Regions from separate parts of the Sus scrofa genome. Here region 1 is linked to region 2. The links are chromatin contacts, called in public HiChIP or PLAC-seq maps. All regions are on one chromosome and are shown on one strand. The core of a region is the stretch at or near the end of the contact, and the rest is flanking DNA. Distances in the headings are between cores, read along the strand shown.

The links. HiChIP or PLAC-seq counts read pairs in DNA pulled down with a chosen protein or histone mark.
Region 1: an H3K27ac HiChIP or PLAC-seq map of alveolar macrophages shows a contact between it and region 2. The contact joins the promoter of PTS here to the promoter of SDHD in region 2. A contact is called at or near these places in 2 of 5 promoter capture datasets (fetal liver and liver), 9 of 47 Hi-C or Micro-C datasets (blood, embryonic fibroblasts, fetal skeletal muscle and 3 more) and 1 of 2 datasets of contacts at active chromatin or transcription factors (alveolar macrophages).

The regions. Positions count from the first base shown.
Region 1 is chr9:39,916,273-39,921,839 of Sscrofa11.1, reverse strand. PTS (6-pyruvoyl tetrahydrobiopterin synthase) reads right to left here and starts at 1,683. Exons shown (of 6, transcript XM_005667339.3): 1 at 1,405-1,683. The coding sequence starts at 1,490. It overlaps BCO2 (beta,beta-carotene 9',10'-oxygenase), which reads right to left. Exons shown (of 12, transcript XM_013979374.2): 12 at 5,349-5,567.
Region 2 is chr9:39,788,707-39,793,985 of Sscrofa11.1, reverse strand. It overlaps SDHD (succinate dehydrogenase complex subunit D), which reads right to left and starts at 3,332. Exons shown (of 6, transcript NM_001097516.1): 1 at 3,281-3,332. The coding sequence starts at 3,332. TIMM8B (mitochondrial import inner membrane translocase subunit Tim8 B) reads left to right here and starts at 3,423. Exons shown (of 2, transcript XM_003129849.5): 1 at 3,423-3,605. The coding sequence starts at 3,438.

The DNA.
Region 1 (5,567 bases), core at 434-2,933, 130 kb before region 2:
GATAACTTCACCTGTACATTGAGGAGTATTCGAGTTAGGTGAAACTTTAAAATTACAATACTCATGGAGGAGTTCCCATCGTGGCTCAGGGAAATGAATCTGACTAGCATCCATGAGGACACAGGTTCAATCCCTGGCCTAGGGCTCAGTGGGTTAAGGATGTGGCAGTGCCATGAGCTGTGCTGTAGGTTGAGATGCGGCTCAGATCTGGCATTGCTGTGGCTGTGGTGTAGGCCAGCAGCTACGGCTCTGATTTGACCCCTAGGCCTGGGAACCTCCAAATGCCACAGGTGTGGCCCTAAAGACAAAAATAATAATAATAAAAATAAAATAAAATTACGATACTCAGCGTATGTTCTAAACAGAGAACAATTTTCTCAACGGATTTTTATATTTATACCTGTCCAATCAACAGTGCATCTGCAAGGAGGCTCTACAACCCTCACATGTTTGAGCTTCCTATTAAATAACCCCTTTCTCTGTGAGACACTATTACTTTCCTCATTCTCTCCTGCTCACCCACTTCTTACATTCCACGTGCCACAATTCACAAAGCTTCTGCACAAAATTACCTCACTCTACCCTCCAAAAAATTGGCCAGTTTGTACATTCCAGAAGTAAGGCTAAGACAGGTCTTGATCACTGCTGCATGCCTGTTACCTAGCCCAAGACCTGACAAAAAATACCTGTCCTGTGAATGAATGCATCAATCCTCTTAGGTAGAAATTATTATCCTGGTTTCACAGAGGAGGAAACAGATGCTCAGAGAGTGGAGCCTTCTACTAAGTGGCAAATATCCCCTCAAAATCAACTCTTCAATTCGACCCAGCAGTCTGAGTACTCTGGGTTCAATCCCAACTGTGCTGCTTGCCAATGCTCCTGACATAACAGCAGCTAACATGAACTGAGTGTTTACGATGTGCCGGGTACCGCGTAACGTGGGCGAGCTCAACTCCTTTGAAGGTCACAGCGACCCTCTAAGCTAAATTAGAGCAATCCGAGGGACCAAGAAGTACGTTCAGGTCGCAGAGCCAGCGAGAGGACCCTCCGGGCTGCGTACCCTGGGCCGTCGCCCTCCGCAGTCACTGCACAGCCCCTCTGGAGCCTGGTCAACTCGCTATCACGGCTCTTAGGTGGTCGACGAGGCCCGGCGGCCCTAAGAAGGCACCCAGCGCCCCCGCCCCGCCGCGCGCCCCCGCCCCGCCGCGCGCCCCCGCCCCGCCGCGCGCCCCCGCCCCCGCCGCGCGCCCCCCCGCCCCGCCGCCGCGCGCCCCCGCCCCGCCGCGCGCCCCGCCTATTCAACGTAGGGTACCCCGGCCGACCCCCGACGTCCGGGCGCCAGGCCCTCCTAGGCCCAGGCCTCGAAGGCCCCGCCCTCGCTACTCTCACCGTGGGCACACCCACCTGTGGAGCCGATGGGACGCGCTGAAGGACGCGAGGCGGGACACTCGCGCCCGCCGGTGGGGGCCTGAGTCAGCGTCGCTCCTCATTCCGCCCGCGAGGCAAGGCCGAGCCTCCTGCCCCGGGGCCGCCGCCTGCCTGGGGGAATGGGCGGGGCCTCCCTCCGCGGCTGCGCAGTGCGGCAGGCGCCCCGGAAGCGCCCTGCGGCTGAGCTCCCTCTGCCGGCTTGGAGGCCGCACCGGGCTTTCCGTTATCTCGGGAGAGCAAGAGCTCACAGAGCTGGGCGTGCCTTAGAGTAGATGGGGTCTGGTGGCCTTCATTTTTCTGTCCGCTAAACCTGAGGCCACGTCGTGCAGTTAGGGTGCGCGTGGGCCTACTTTGAATCAGGGAGGGACTTCATTGAGCCGCCCTTCCCACTCGCTTCTGGAAAGCCCAGGGTTACGGTGTAAACCTCCAGTGGCAGGATGAGATGAGTCCCAGGACCAGTCTACTTATAGCTTAAAAGGCGGAGAAATTTGAGGGCACGTGTAGGACCACGTGGTCTTCAGAACCGATATTACCTTTGGACTGTTTGGAACAAAGGGGAGTTCTCAAGCTGTCCTTATCGTCCACATTCCTGCATGGACCCATTTATCACTTGGTTGCCACAGTGTAAGCACATGCACCCATGAACATACACACATTAGCAATTTTCTGTTCACCGCAGACACCTCGGAGTGATAGGATCTTGTTTCCTCACATCTACTCCTAAGGAGTGATCAAACTACTTAGAGTTGCCAGCATGCACCATGTCATCTCTTGCCTCCCTTCATCCTTTCATTAGTTACCGAGTGTGTACTATGTTGCTGGCATGTTCCAGGCACTGGAAATAGATAAAATCATGGGCATGGCAGAAATATAAGCCCCAATGATTTCTCTCAAATGTCTCCTGTCTCCAGCTATATATGTTGTTCATTCTGCATTATCGTTATTATTAATATGTTATGTAGCAAATATTCCTCACACATTTTCAAGTTTTTTCTCCTCTCCTCCACTGGACTGTAAAAGAACTTTGAATAATTATAAACCAGAGTTTTGTTTTGTTTTGTTTTTTGTCTTTTGTCCTTTTTTTAGGGCCGCACCTGCGGCACATGGAGGTTCCCAGGCTAGGGGTCTAATCAGAGCTGTTGCCAAGGGCCTATGCCACAGCCACAGCAACACAGCATCCAAGCCATATCTATGGCCTACACCACAGTTCACGGCAATGCCAGATCCTTAACCCATTGAGGGAGGCCAGGGATCGAACCGCAACCTCATGGTTCCTAGTCAGATTCATTTCCGCTGTGCCACGATGGGAACTCCAAACCAGAGATTTTTGAGGTAGAGACCCAAAATCTAACTCAGTCCTCTCACAGATAAGAAAATACAGGCCTACTATAAATGAATTACTTACCCAAGATCACTTATAATGTAAACAGTGTTCCCCCAGGCACTGACTACATCATAGATACTCTAACGATTACACAAATGCCTCACTTGTTTCAAAAACGATTTAAAGAATCAAAATAAAATTTTAAAAGGGTATAATTTTGGAGAAATTGCTGTTTGCTTTAATAAAAATCATTGCATTTGCAGAATTTTTGCTCTATTTTATTAAAGTCGATTCTATATAAAGGCACTCACCAAATTTACCCTCAGTCACACTGCTACAGATTGAATTGTACCCCCCCCCCAGAATATGGTTTTATTTGGAAATAGTATCTTTGCAGACGTGGTTAAGACGGGTCACTAGGGAGCCCCCTAATCCCTTTCCCCTCACTTGTATACTCCCTTTCCTTGAGTCTCAGGACATTGCCCAGTGGTAAGTTGGACTCAGGGAGAGGAAGAGGCCCTGCCTAAGCTTTATGTCTCAGTCATATGCTCAATTTCCAGAACTTTCTGCTGTACCTAGACTATAAAGTATTGACCCTTTTTGTCTTCTCCTTCAAGAACCTCATAGGAGTTCCTTTCATGGCTCAGTGGTTAATGAACCTGACTAGGATCCATGAGGATTCGGGTTTGATCCGCACCTCATGGATCCTAGTTGGTTCATTCCCTGGCCTGGCTCACTGGGTTAAGGATCTGGCATTGTCGTGACTTGTGGTTTAGGTCGCAGACTCGGCTTGGATCCTGCGTTGCTGTGGCTGTGGTGTAGGCTGGCAGCTGTAGCTCCAATTCTACCCCTAGCCTGGGAACTTCCATATGCCATGAGTGCGGCCCTAAAAAGCAAAACAAACAAACAAACAAACAAACAAAACAACCTTAAAGATGGCAGGGCCAAGACAGAATTCAGACATCCCTGGGTCAAATTCTTATGTTTATACTGCTGATCTTTATATGTTTGGGCTTCATTGCCTATGTAGTAGAATGGAGTAAAGTTTTAAAAACAGAAGATGGACAAGATCAGATAGGTCTGTGTACCTCCCAAAAGTCAGATGGAGTCTCCTTCACTCTTCGGGTCCAGATAAGAAAGATCTGGATCAAACCTCCATGTCTTGTTTGAGGAAGTACAATACCCTTTCAAAGATTTTGTGAAATATCAGGGGATTTATGCTTTTATGGTTGTCTAAGCCTCTGAGCTCCCACCTCTGCTATATTAATTCTGTTTAGGCATCTTTTTTTTACCATTCTGTACCTACTGCTGTTGTCCTGTATCTCACCACCCTGGACACAAAACTTAGAACTTTTACTTCATTGCCACCCCAGCATGAAGCATTTGTATGGAACATTTTTGTTAAAGAGAATAGAGTTGGTGATGTTTATAGTAACTATCAAGGAAAACAGAGAAGAAACTATGCTGATGGAGGGCTATGCAGAAAATCCAACAGGTTCACATTGTCCACAAACCACATGTTTGAGAGGCTTGTCCAGCAATATTCAACATGCACGTGGAGCATGGACAGTTTAACTGGCCTGGGTTGGAGTATACCTAATGGAAAAAGAATGTGGGATTTGGGGGTGTGGTTTATGTGACAGGTTTAGGCTGGTTTGGGCTGTAGGTAAACACTGAGTTTAGAAATGTGGAGATTATATGGTCTCTAGTGCCACCTGTTGCCCAACTATAAAGAACTAGCAACTTTTCACCAGTCTCTGAAGAACTAGACACCTGGAGGTTAGAAAAAATGCCTGACTTTAGCAACATCCCTCAAAACAACACCTTCCCAAAGCTGAGCTGGGGGCAGGATAGAAACTGGTAGTGGGTAGTTCAACTGCAGTGGCATCTGCTGTGGACGGCAGAGAAATAGCCAGTTTAGAAGCCTCCACGCATGAGATCCTCTGGGAGTACCTTAGGATCAGTAGCAACAGGCAGCCTGTCATGGAAGAAACAAGGGGCTTTTCAGACCTAAATTCATATTCTACTGGTTATGGTTATTTGTAATCTTCTCCCAAGTGTGGGAACCTCTGTCACCCACTGCTCTAGTAGTGATAATACCCAAGTCTAGTTTTTGTTTTATGTATCTTATTTTTTTTCTAGGGCTGCACCCAAACTAGGGGTCAAATCGGAGCTGCAGTTGCCAGCCTATGTCACAGCCACAGCAATGCCAGATCCAAACTGCATCTGTGACCTACACCACAGCTCACAGCAATGCCAGATCCATAACCTACTGAGCAGGGCCAGGGATCAAACCCACATCCTCATGGATACTAGTCAGGTTCATTATAGCTGAGCCACAACAGGAACTCCTATGTATTCGTATTACCTGGAAGAAGGTATATCTGGTAAGTAGAAAGTTAAAACTCTCTTCCAAAGGTTGTATCAGGAATTCCCTGGTGGCTCAGTGGGTTAAGGATCCGCTGCTGTCACAGGAGTTCAGTCCCTGGCCTGGGAATTCCACAGGCTGCAGAGTGACCAAAAAAAAAAAGTTGTATCAACACTTGCTTAATGCTTTCAAGGAAGATCCCTAACAAAATAAATATAAAACTATAAATATCTGGTGCCTTCCATTTTTAATAGAAATTTTAAAGCCAGATGTCTAAGATTGGAAGGTAAGGTGCACTTGTGCTCTCTGTTTTCTACAGAGCACATTCATTTCAAACCTAGTTTTCAGACCTCATGGTTGTTCCATCAGATGGTCACGAAGGTGCCATGGAACCCATAAGGCATTTGCACAGGCACCTCCGCTCGGCCCAGTTCTTCAAAGTTCTTG
Region 2 (5,279 bases), core at 2,083-4,582:
AATGAACCTGACTAGTATCCATGAGGACACAGGTTCAATCCCCTTGGCCTCACTCAGTGGGTTCAGGATCTGGCATTGCCATGAGCTGCGGTGCAGGTCAAAGATGTAGCTTAGATCTGGTGTTGTGGTGGCTGTGGGTAGGCTGGCAGCTGCAGCTCCAATTCCACCCCGAGCCTGGGAACTTCCATATACCTCAGCTGCGGGCCTAACAAGAAAGACTGTGCTTTGCACTAGAGCAAGAGAGGAAAAGACAAAATCTTTGTCCACAAGGAATTCAGTCTACTTTGAGAAATACCACCCCCCATTTCTTTCTGTCCTCTTTCAGATCTTGTCTTTTGGTTAAAAAATAGGCAGACCTAAGTTTACCCAATCCTACCAATACTGGCTGTGAGATGATGAGCAATTAAGGTAAACAAACCCTCCAAGACTCAATATCCTCATTTGTAAAATGAAAATACTGGTGCTTACTTCGTAATACCCCATCAAAAATTAAATAATGTATGTAACATATTCAGCGTAATTCCTAGACTGTTATAAGTACTCGATAAAATGTAGTTTCTCTCCTACACCTTTAACCTTTCCTCCCTTTCTACTGACCATTTTCGGGCAACTGATGTAGTATACTTAACCCTTCCACTGATCCTGTGGCCTCTAATAGGCCTTTCTGTATCACCTGGGCATTGATGGCTTCTCCTTCCTTTCTTTCTCTGACAGAACTCTCTTCCACTTCTCCCTTTGATCTGTGACCATTATGTATCAGTTTCCTCCTGCATCTACTCTTATGTCTGCCCAGGACTCTTATCAACTGCCCACTGCTCTCTTGCTTCCTATGCCCACCTCTAGACATTCTGTCCACTCAATTGCTAATGCCTTCAAGGCCTCTCCCCTAAGATACTTTACATGGTCCACAAACTCACCATGGCAAAAACTAAAATCGCAGGAGTTCCCTTCGTGGCTAAGCAGTTAACAAATCCGACTAGGATCCATGAAGATGCGGGTTCAATCCTTGGTTTGAGCCTTGTTCAATGGGTTAAGGAAGGATCTGGGGCTGCTCTGAGTTGTGGTGTAGGTTGCAGACGCAGCTCAGATCCTGAATTGCTGTAGCTGTGGTTTGGGCCGATAGCTGTAGCTCCAACTCCACCCTTGGCCTGGGAACGTCCATATGCCACAAGTATGGCCCTAAAAACCAAAAACCAAAACAAACAAAAAACCCCTAAAATCACCATTCAATTCACTGTCTCATTTAAACTTGTCTCCTATTTGCATGTTTCCCACTTAACTTCCCGACATTCCAACCTTTCTTTAACCTAACCCAGACATTTGGAAGTCATATAGGCCTTTCCCTCTAAAACTCAGTCAACTGCCAAATCATATGATGTATCTCTTTAACATTCCTTAAGACAGTCTTCTCTAAAGGAACTACTTTACAAGTTCAGGACCTCACCATCCTTGCCTGGACTACTGTACAGTGTCTTATCTGGTGTCCCTGAGTTATGTCTAAGCCTGCCTCATCTCCCATGACGGTCATCTTCCACATTGTTACCAAAGTGGTCAATCTAAACTGCAAATCTAGGAGTTCCCATTGTGGCTCAGTGGCTAACGAACCCGACTATCATCCACAAGGACGAGGGTTCAATCCCTGACCTCACTCAGTGGGTTAAGGATCCGGTGTTGCTGTGAGGTATGGTGAAGGTCACAGACGGGCTTGGATCCCGAGTTGCTGTGACTCTGGCATAGGCTGGTGGCTACAGCTCTAATTGGACCCCTAGACTGGGAACCTCCATATGCCGCAGGTGTGGCCCTTTTAAAAAGACCCCTCCCCCAAAAAAAACCCTGCAAATATATAGGTCAAATCTTTCAGTGGCAACCCTTCATACAAAGTAAAATGCATACTTTTTTTTTTTTTTTTAGGGCCACACTTGTAGCATATGTAAGTTCCCAGACTAGGGGTCGAATCGGAGCTGTAGCTGCTGGCCACAGCCACGCCAGATCCAAGCCATGTCTATGACCTACACCACAGCTCATGGCAACACCGGATCCTTAACCCACCGTCAAGGCCAGGGATCAAACCCGAGTCCTCATGGATACCAGCCAGGTTTGTAACCCGCTGAATCCCAATTGGAACTCCCAAAATGCATACTTCTTATCAAGGTAAGTTCTTCTGTGATTTTATTTCAATTCACCTTTCCAGAACCATGCCATTCATCACCCTGAGCTTCACATTCTAATACCCAATTTGTCTTCTCTCATAACAAGCAGTTTCTATATATATCTTCCTCATTGCTTTTGCTCATCCCAGTAGCTCTAACTATAATACCCTGTGCCCTTTTTCCTGTGCCTTTCCTCACTTTCAAGACTCAAATCAGGGAGTTCCTGTCGTGGCTCAGCAGAAACGAATCTGACTAGCATCCATGGGGATGCAGGTTCGATCCCTGGCTTTGCTCAGCGGGTTAAGGATCCAGTGTGTGGTGTAGGTTGCACGCTCGGCTCAGATCCTGCATTGCTGTGGCTGTGGTATAGGCCAGCAACTACAGCTCTGATTCCACCCCTTGCCTGGGAACTTCCATATGCCACTGATGTGGCCCTAAAATGAAACACACACACACACACACACACACACACACACACACAAAACTCAAATCAACCCATCTCCTTCAGGAACCGAGGCAAGAAAATTCTTCTAAAACACAAGGCCAATACATTCTTCCTCTGGACTAGCAACCAGTTTACATAAAGCACAATAGTTTTTGCTTTATGTTAAATTATTTTTACACGTTATTTTCCCTATAAAAATGAAAACTCTTTGAGAGCTGGAATTGTGTTATTCACATTTGTATGCCAACCATACTACAATGCCTGGTCTAACACAAATGCCCACTTCAATAATTATCAAAATGAACTCCAGGGGAAAAGGGCAAGACTTAGACTGGAACTTAGATCCCGGCACTCTTCCGATTCTGGGTGGGAGCATTCTCAAGACAGTAAGTCGGGAGAAAAAGAGAACTCTTATGAATACCCTGAGCAGGACTTCAACTTTCAGAAGGAACTCTCTTTCAGATTATCCCATCACGGCGCCAGCCCAGAGCAGGGGAGATATGCACTCAGGTGAACACCTGGGTCCACAGCTGGTCTTTGCTGTAGTTTCGGCAGGAGCCAGAACAGCCAAAGGAGAAGGGATCCCCTGCTCCAGAGATCTCATCGCCCAGTAGACGAATCCTCACCGCATCCTTTCCCCGGCAGGAGACTGCTCTAAGAACCTCCGGCTGCCCAGATCCCTCACCTCCTCCTCCTCGGGCACCGCAAAGAACACTGAGCCTCCAGAGAGTCGCCATGTCTTTCCTGAAGGCTCAAGGTCATCCCGCAACCCGGAAGCAGTCACACGACAACATCCACCCAGTGACGACAAAAGAAAACGACCAAAGAAAAGAAAAGCGCCGATGAACCGGAAGTCGGGGGTCGGCACGCGCCCGCTGCACCGGCGCACACAGATCCGACGAAAGGTCGCGAGGCTGACGCGGAAGATGGCGGAGCTGGGTGAGGCGGACGAGGCCGAGTTGCAGCGCCTGGTGGCGGCCGAACAGCAGAAGGCGCAGTTCACTGCACAGGTTTGGGGACGGGAACCAGTGTGAGAAGGAAGGCGGGTCAGGTCAGGTCCCCGGCACCCGCGGAGTTCCGAACGCTGGCGGCGCGAAGCGGCCGCCCGAGGCTCCGTCCTTGCAGCGCCGGGTTTCCTTCACCAAAGTAACGAGTCAATCCTGCCACTGGTGACCCATAGTGTTCAGTTGCCCGCTAAGCACACCTAGCGTGGGGGGAAGAAAATTTCCGGCGAGGCAAGTACACGGGAGCTTAGTTTGGACGCGGTCTATCTAGGCTGGCATTCGGAAGATTCGGGTTATAATCCTGTCTGCTCTTTACAGGGCCCGTGCCCGTAGACAAAACACTCATCCACCGTAGGACTTGATTTCGCAGTCGCCGGCTGCCTCACTGTTGATGGTGAGGCTCATATGCCGTAATGAATTTGAAAACGAAGCAGTAGAGAATTATTAGAAAAAGGTGGGCTCTGAAGTCGTCACTCTAGACTATTTAGAACCAGAGCTTTGTAGCCCCTTAGGCATGTTTCAGACCCTGGCGTGGTCCTTTACTGGCTGCATGGCTTTGGTTCAGTTAGTTAACCGCGCCTCTTAAATGGAGGTGAAAGTCGTCTTTTAGGACCGCAGAAGGGATTGACTGAATGTTTAGTTCCCAGCCTCCCAAAATAGTTAAATGGCCCTCTGTAAATTGTTATTCCTCTTTTTGGGGAGGAGTGGGGTGGTGGGAAGGGGAGGGTTCACGGTAGTAGTGAGAACCCTCGTTAGAAATCTCTGGCTCCTGGCTGTCCCTGGTGGCCTAGCGGTTAGGGATTCGGTTGTGACTCGGGTTCGATTCCTGGCCCAGGAGAGCTTCCGTATGTCGCAGGAGTGGCAAAAAAAGTCTGGGTCGTGAACATTGTGAACATGCACACATGTTCTGTGCCTGTTTGTGCATTTTTCCGTAGATTAGATCCATAACCTTTATCGGATTCTCAAATATGTCCATGAGCCCCCACCCCACCTCCACGTAAAAAAAAAAAAAAAAATAGTAACTACTAGAAATAGTTTTGGAATGAGATAGGTGCAGTGGTTTGGGAGAGTTAATTGGTTCCATACTTCACCATTTTTCACTGGGGCTAGTTTAAGAATATAAAAGGTGGAGTTCCTATAGTGGCTCAGTGGTTAATGAATCCGACTAGGAACCATGAGGTTGCGGGTTCTATCCCTGGCCTTGCTCAGTGGGTTGAGGATCTGGCGTGGCCATGAGCTGTGATGTAGGTTGCAGACATGGCTCAGATGCCATGTTGTTGTGGCTCTGGTGTAGGCTGGCAGCTACAGCTCCAATTAGACCCCTAGCCTGGGAACGTCCATGTGCCACGGGTTCAGCCCTAAAAAAGACCACCCTAAAATTTTAAAGACGTATATATATAAAAGATATTGATCCTGCCTGAAATTTTGCAAATGGGGACTGGATACAATTAGAAAATTTAAAAAATCTTTAGGGAGGGCATTCCGGCAGTATGAAGAGTAATGTTGAGTATGTGTGTGGACCCCCATCAGTATGGAGTGGGGTTAAATAATATGCCCTGAGTGGCTGACAGAAATTGATGCATTTGGCCAATACTGGAGTGACTTAATGGAAAATACTTCTTTAATTACCAAGGAGGAGAAAAATAGAAAAGGAGAGGGTAAAAGGATTGTTGCAATGTA